2 separate regions of the Macaca mulatta genome follow, and region 1 is linked to region 2. A link is a contact called in public Hi-C data. All regions are on one chromosome and are shown on one strand. Each heading gives the region's core, a stretch centred on a gene start, on an enhancer-like site or on the middle of the called end of the contact. The rest is flanking DNA. Distances are from core to core; before and after follow the strand shown. Region 1 holds the start of RPL18A (ribosomal protein L18a). Region 2 holds the start of SLC27A1 (solute carrier family 27 member 1).

Region 1 (2,700 bases), core at 22-2,521, 390 kb before region 2:
AGGGAGAATTAATTAAGTTGCCTGCTTCTCCTTTGCCTGGGCTAAGGGTTTCAGACCAGGAAAGCTGAGGCTTAGTTAGACCCACAGTCTCCTTTCTTCATGCTGCAGTCCTGAACCGCTTTGCAGTCCCCGTCAAGCAGCCACTCTGCACCTAATAACATCCAGCCAACATCTTCTTTCACCCTGAGGCCCACAGGCAGAGTGACCAGTATGGGATCTCACAGCCCATTCCAGGCAGAACTAGGACAAGACCTCAGGTCTCTCCCCAGTCCTGGGATCCCTGCACTGTCGCCATGCGAGCTGCGGCTGCCTCCGTTTTCCCAACTGCAATCCAAACGTTTGGCCCAGGGAAGGCTCCCGATTTACAGATGCAGAGGTGAGAATCTTTGGTCAAGTCCAGGCTCTGTGATATGGCACAAAGAAACCACCTCTGATACTGACTCGTCAGCTTTTTACTAGTATCAATGAAAAATAGTCACAAATTATCGCAGACTCAGTTCCTACTTTTACTGTGAACCTGACCCACCGTCCTCGGCACCACACGTTCAGGAAGCAGCTGGGGCCCGGGGCATCCTCTCGTCTTCCTGTGCCCCGCCACCAGCTCTGAGACTCTCCTGCCCTGGTAGCCTCTGGCATTTGCCCCTGGCAATGGGGCCCGCCCCTTTAACAGCAAGGAAACTGAGGCTGGAGATCTGGACATAACACACCCACTCCATGGGTGTCCGGGTTCTCCTATCTCTGCGCCATAACGCCGTTTGGTTCTATCCAGTATGTGTCACGGCGTTAAGCCTCACGCTCCCCGTTTCGGCTCATTGTCAGCAATTTTCATCTGCTTCTCACAGTCATTCTGGGAAAAAGAAAATGCTACTGCTCCACCGCCACGTCCACATTGTAGACAAGAAAACAGAAACCTAGCGGCTTGACGAGGTGCCGGGGCTCGGGCCTCCACGCTGCGCGACTTATTCCGTCCCCCGGGAAGAAGACCCGGAGTCCTTGGACCACCGCGATCCCTGAGCTGGCCCAGGCCACGCATCGCTCTCTCCACGCGGCGCCCACGATGGCCGCCATGTTGACTGCAACAAGAGAACGCGGCGCGCGGCCAAGCAGGACCGACAGGAGCGCGCGCCACCAACCCGACCCACGCCACCTCTGCAGACCCCCGATGGGGCCCGTGCCCCATCTCTTGGCCCCCTGCTGCGTCGCGCTCGCCTTACTGTGCCAGAAGCCTTCATGGCGTCCTCTCCGCTCTCCCAGCCACCAGCAAAAGGAAGTACCCTCTTTCGCGCAGCCGTTCACCAGGCCTTCATTACCGGAAGACCCGCCCTCTCAATGCCGCACGCCCATTGGCTTCTCTGCCCCGCACTCAACGCGACCCGCGTCTTCATTGGCTACGGATCCACCTACTACTCAAAGCTCGTCCTCTCTTCACAGCGAGACTTCGTTTCCCAGAAAGCAACGAGGCAAGCACCACCTGTTCCACCACGACCGTAACGGAGCGTCGGCGCGCGCTGCACGCCGGGAGTTGTAGTCACTCAGCCAGTCCCGGCTGCAACTAGGGGCGGGGGCGCGCGCCGCCTGCAGGATGCCTAAGCATTGAACTGGACCTCGGGTGGCTGCGGTGTTTACGATGAGATGCCGATGCTTTACACTCTTGGCCTCGTCCTCCGGGGAGGTGTGTTACGGAGGTCTCCAGCCAGATACCTGAGGGTTCTCATCTGTAAAACTGGAATACAAATTATATGTTTTTCTCCTAGCGATGTTGCAGCACGAATATTGAGTAAGCGCTGGAATGCCGTTTTTATTTGGGGTCCGATTTGTGTTTCGTAGTAGGTGGGTTTCAAACCCTGTCTGCCTGCCTCCAGTTCATAAAGAACCTGGGGGAGCGGGGGTTGGGGGAGAGCGCGCGGAGAACGCGAGAATGGATCAAGATCCAGCTGCCCACTTTGAGGGGCTCGGACAGAAAGAAGCCCTCCTGGGGATGAGGACGGAGACCAGATATGAAAAAAGAGCCGCAAACAACTCCCTGATGACAAGGCTGTGAAGTAAAATTAAGAGGAAAGAGGCAGGAGGCTGAGGCATGAGAATCGTTTGTATTCAGGAGCCAGAGGTTGCAGTGAGCTGAGATCGCGCCTTTGCACTCCAGCCTAGGCGGCAGAGTAAGACTGTGTCTCAAAAAAAAAAAAAAAAAAAAAAAAAGCCAGGTAGGTGCGGTGGCTCACGCCTGTAATCCCAGCACTTTCGGAGGCCGAGGTGGGTGGATCACGAGGTCGGGAGTTCAAGACCAGCCTGGCCAACATAGCGAAACCCCGTCTCTACTAAAAATACAAAAATCAGCCAGGCGTGCTGGCCGGTGCCTGTAATTATAGCTACTCAGGAGGCTGAGGCAGGAGAATCGCTTGAACCTGGGAGATGGAGGCTGCAGTGAGCCGAGATCACGCCATTGCACTCCAGCCTGGGAGACAGGGCGAGATCCGACTCGGAAAAAAACAAAAAGAAAAAAAGAAAGAAAAAGGGCAGCAAGTATGCAATTTTTTATTTTCATTTTCTTATTTTGCATTTCAGTTTCTCTGAATCTGGTTTTGTGGATTCAAGTCACTACTGGGTGCGATTTTCTTTTCTTTACTTTTTTTTTTTTTTTGAGACAGAGCCTTACCGTGTTCCTCAGGCTGCAGTGCAGTGGTGAGATCTCGGCTCACTACA
Region 2 (2,815 bases), core at 228-2,727:
ATTTGGCAAAGGTTCCCAGAGGGAGAGTCGGCCCTGGCTAAAAGGGGCCCAGTATGTTCTATTTCCACCACTTCTGGATAGTATGTTCTAGGCAGCTTGAGACACTGCAAGTCTTTCTGAAGACCAGGTGAACATATGGATGGGGGGAGTGGCAGGTGGGCAGGGAACAGATGGTAGGACCTTGAGTGCCAGCTAGGGGCTGAGTCTTCCTTCTGCCAAGCATGGGTTGGCTGTGGAAGGTGTCTGAGCAGAGGGCACAGTCGGATTTCCACATCAGAACAACCAAGGGGCCGGGGGCAGGGGGCCATGGCATGGAGAAGGGGTGAGTTTTAGAAAGTTCAGAACCAGTCAACTTACGGTGGGATCCTTCCCATCTCCACACCCTCTGTGCCCTCCTTACAGTGGGTTCAGTCCCTCTTGCAACTCCATCTTACAAGGAGCTGTGAAGGTGTTGAACCCTGCCCTGCTAGCCTGCGTTCACCTGCTCCCACGTGGTGCTGTTCCTGAGATCTGCTCTGATAGGAACCCCCAGCAATGCCTGTTTCACCCCAGAAGGACCCCAACGGCTCGTTTGAGCAAGCCCCTCAGAGACACGGCCAGAATAGACCCCCAAACAAGACCTGGAATACGCAGCAGCCTCCCTACACACTCCGAACAACTCCCAAACCCAAAGACCCACACAGACCCCACAATCTCAAACAGTGTCCCAGCTGGAAACGGTCCTGAGGAAATACACACCTTCAGAAACCCGGCAAGTCCTTTATAGACTTCCTAAGCAGCTCGCTCATCCCTCAGAGAAAGCCCTGGATAGACCCAAAGTGTCTTGGCAACCCCCAGAGACTATCTATTGGGTCGTCCCTGTGAGCCCCGGTGACCTACTGGAGAGCCCCCTGAAGTCTCTCACAGTTAACAAGGCTCCAAAGAGACCCCTACACCGCCACCGCTTTCCAGTCAGCCCCAGCTCCCTGGAACTTCCACCAGCAGCCCAAAGACCCCCAAGTTGCCCCCCAAGCCCCTGAGATCATCTCCTGAGCAGCCTGCAACGCTCCAAGTACCTTGCAGGCTACTCATCTCCCTCGAGAAATCCTTAAAGTGTCCCCTGTAGCGCCCTCAGAGCCCCCCAACTGGTCACCCTCTCAGGCCCCGCCCCTCGGCCCAGCCCCACCCCCAACCTACAAAGCACCCCCAGCTCTCCGGACCCTCCAAGCTGTCTTCGCAACCCAGCCCCGCACCGTGCGCCCCCAGAGCCCTCAGCCCCACTCCCGGCCCTGGCGGATCCCGTCAACACTCACAAGAGGTCTCGCCTCGCGGTCTTGCAAACGATGCGAAGGAAGCGCCAGCCGCCGCTGCCCACGTACACGCCGAGCGCCGCTACTGCGCTCCAGGTCCATGGCAGCCCCAGCAGCCACAACAGCGCCAGCGAGACCACCGAGGCCGCGCCTGCACCCGGAGCCCGCATCCTGGGGAGACAGAGTGCGCTAAGGCCGCGGGCCACTCCGGCTCCGCCCGCGACCGCCCCCGACCCTACAGCGAGCCCTGCCCCCAGGCTTCGGCTCCGCCCCGCCGCGAGCCCGGGAAGGGTGCTCCGGGTCAGACTCCGCCCCCAGGCCTGGGATTGGTCAACTCCTCAAGCCAGGCATCGCCCCCTTTCCAGGCTTTAACACCCGCCCCCTAACTAGGAACCAGACCCCGGCCCTAGGCCTGGGATTGGCCAGGTCCTGGCCAGGCTCCGCCTCTGACCCTGGGTCAGCTCTATTCCATATTTTTGAGTCCATCCTTCCCTGCCAATCTTACAACAGTCCCCGCCCCCAGAGCCAGTAAGTCCACCCTGTCGGTCACTGTCCGGCCTCGCCATATGCCTGCATTTAGCCTGTATCCTTGATCCCCGAATTACCCTTCACGTCGTGTCCCCTTTGCTTCTGGTCCTGCCTCTACCCCGTGGCTTTCTCGCCACTCACGGGGCCCTGCCCTTAGGTTATACTTCTAGCCCCACCCACAGGCGCAGGCCCTCTCCCCCGAGTCCCGCCCCTCTCAGCCAGGCTCCACCCCCTAGGCTAGATTATATGGCCCCGCCCACAAGCACACACCGCGCCCCCCCGCCCCTCCCGGAACTAGACCCCTCCCATCAGTTCAAGCCCCACCCCAGTTCCGGCCCTAGCCCATGCTCCCAGGCTCAGGTTCTATCCTGGTCACTGGCCCCGCCCTCAGGCTTCGGCTCGTCACCACCTCCTGGGTTTCACTCCGGCCCCCATAGGACCTAGGCCCCGCCCCTCTTCCCACCTGTCTACCTCGAAGCCGCTCAGTCTGCAGAGCTGAGGCGGGCCCTCTTCCAGGAGCCACGACCATAGAGAGGCAACCGAACCAGAGAGGCGACGGTCAACGAGACATGGGGGCTAGAACGGCCCGCCAGGGACCCCCCCCCCCGCCCACCGCTGTCTCCATGACAACCAGGCCTTGCCCCACCCCCTCTCCTTTTAGGAAACACACGTGTCCTGCAGCCGTGGGGCATGGCTCGCAAGATAGCAGGACCCGAGCCCTAGATGGCGTGCAGACTCTCTACCCTCGGGGACCAAAAAGATCCCAGTCCACACCCACGGCCCGCGTGGGCTGAATTCTTGCCCCAGCTTGTCCTAAATCCAAGCCCCAAAACCTCTTTCATTCTTAAAAACACATTCCAGGGCCCCAGGGGAGTGCTCAACTCACACCGTGGGGGCCTCAGAAGTCTCTAATTGTAAACACCGCCGCGGTCTTAAACACGTGTAATTCAAGGACACAGCTAATTCTTAATCCATGTCCCGAAGCCTTGTCGATTAAG

Evidence for each region. Hi-C and Micro-C count contacts between places; a contact is called where the count stands out from the background.
Region 1: a Hi-C map of fetal cortex germinal zone shows a contact between it and region 2, with 4 times the contacts expected there. The contact joins the promoter of RPL18A here to the promoter of SLC27A1 in region 2. A contact is called at or near these places in 3 of 14 Hi-C or Micro-C datasets (fetal cortex germinal zone, fetal cortical plate and liver).

What each region holds. Positions count from the first base shown.
Region 1 is chr19:18,366,729-18,369,428 of T2T-MMU8v2.0, reverse strand. It overlaps RPL18A (ribosomal protein L18a), which reads right to left and starts at 1,271. Exons shown (of 5, transcript XM_015123281.3): 1 at 1,215-1,271. The coding sequence starts at 1,232. The region is part of intron 1 of CCDC124 (coiled-coil domain containing 124); the gene reads right to left.
Region 2 is chr19:17,980,140-17,982,954 of T2T-MMU8v2.0, reverse strand. It overlaps SLC27A1 (solute carrier family 27 member 1), which reads right to left and starts at 1,477. Exons shown (of 10, transcript XM_077978293.1): 1 at 1,293-1,477. The coding sequence starts at 1,459.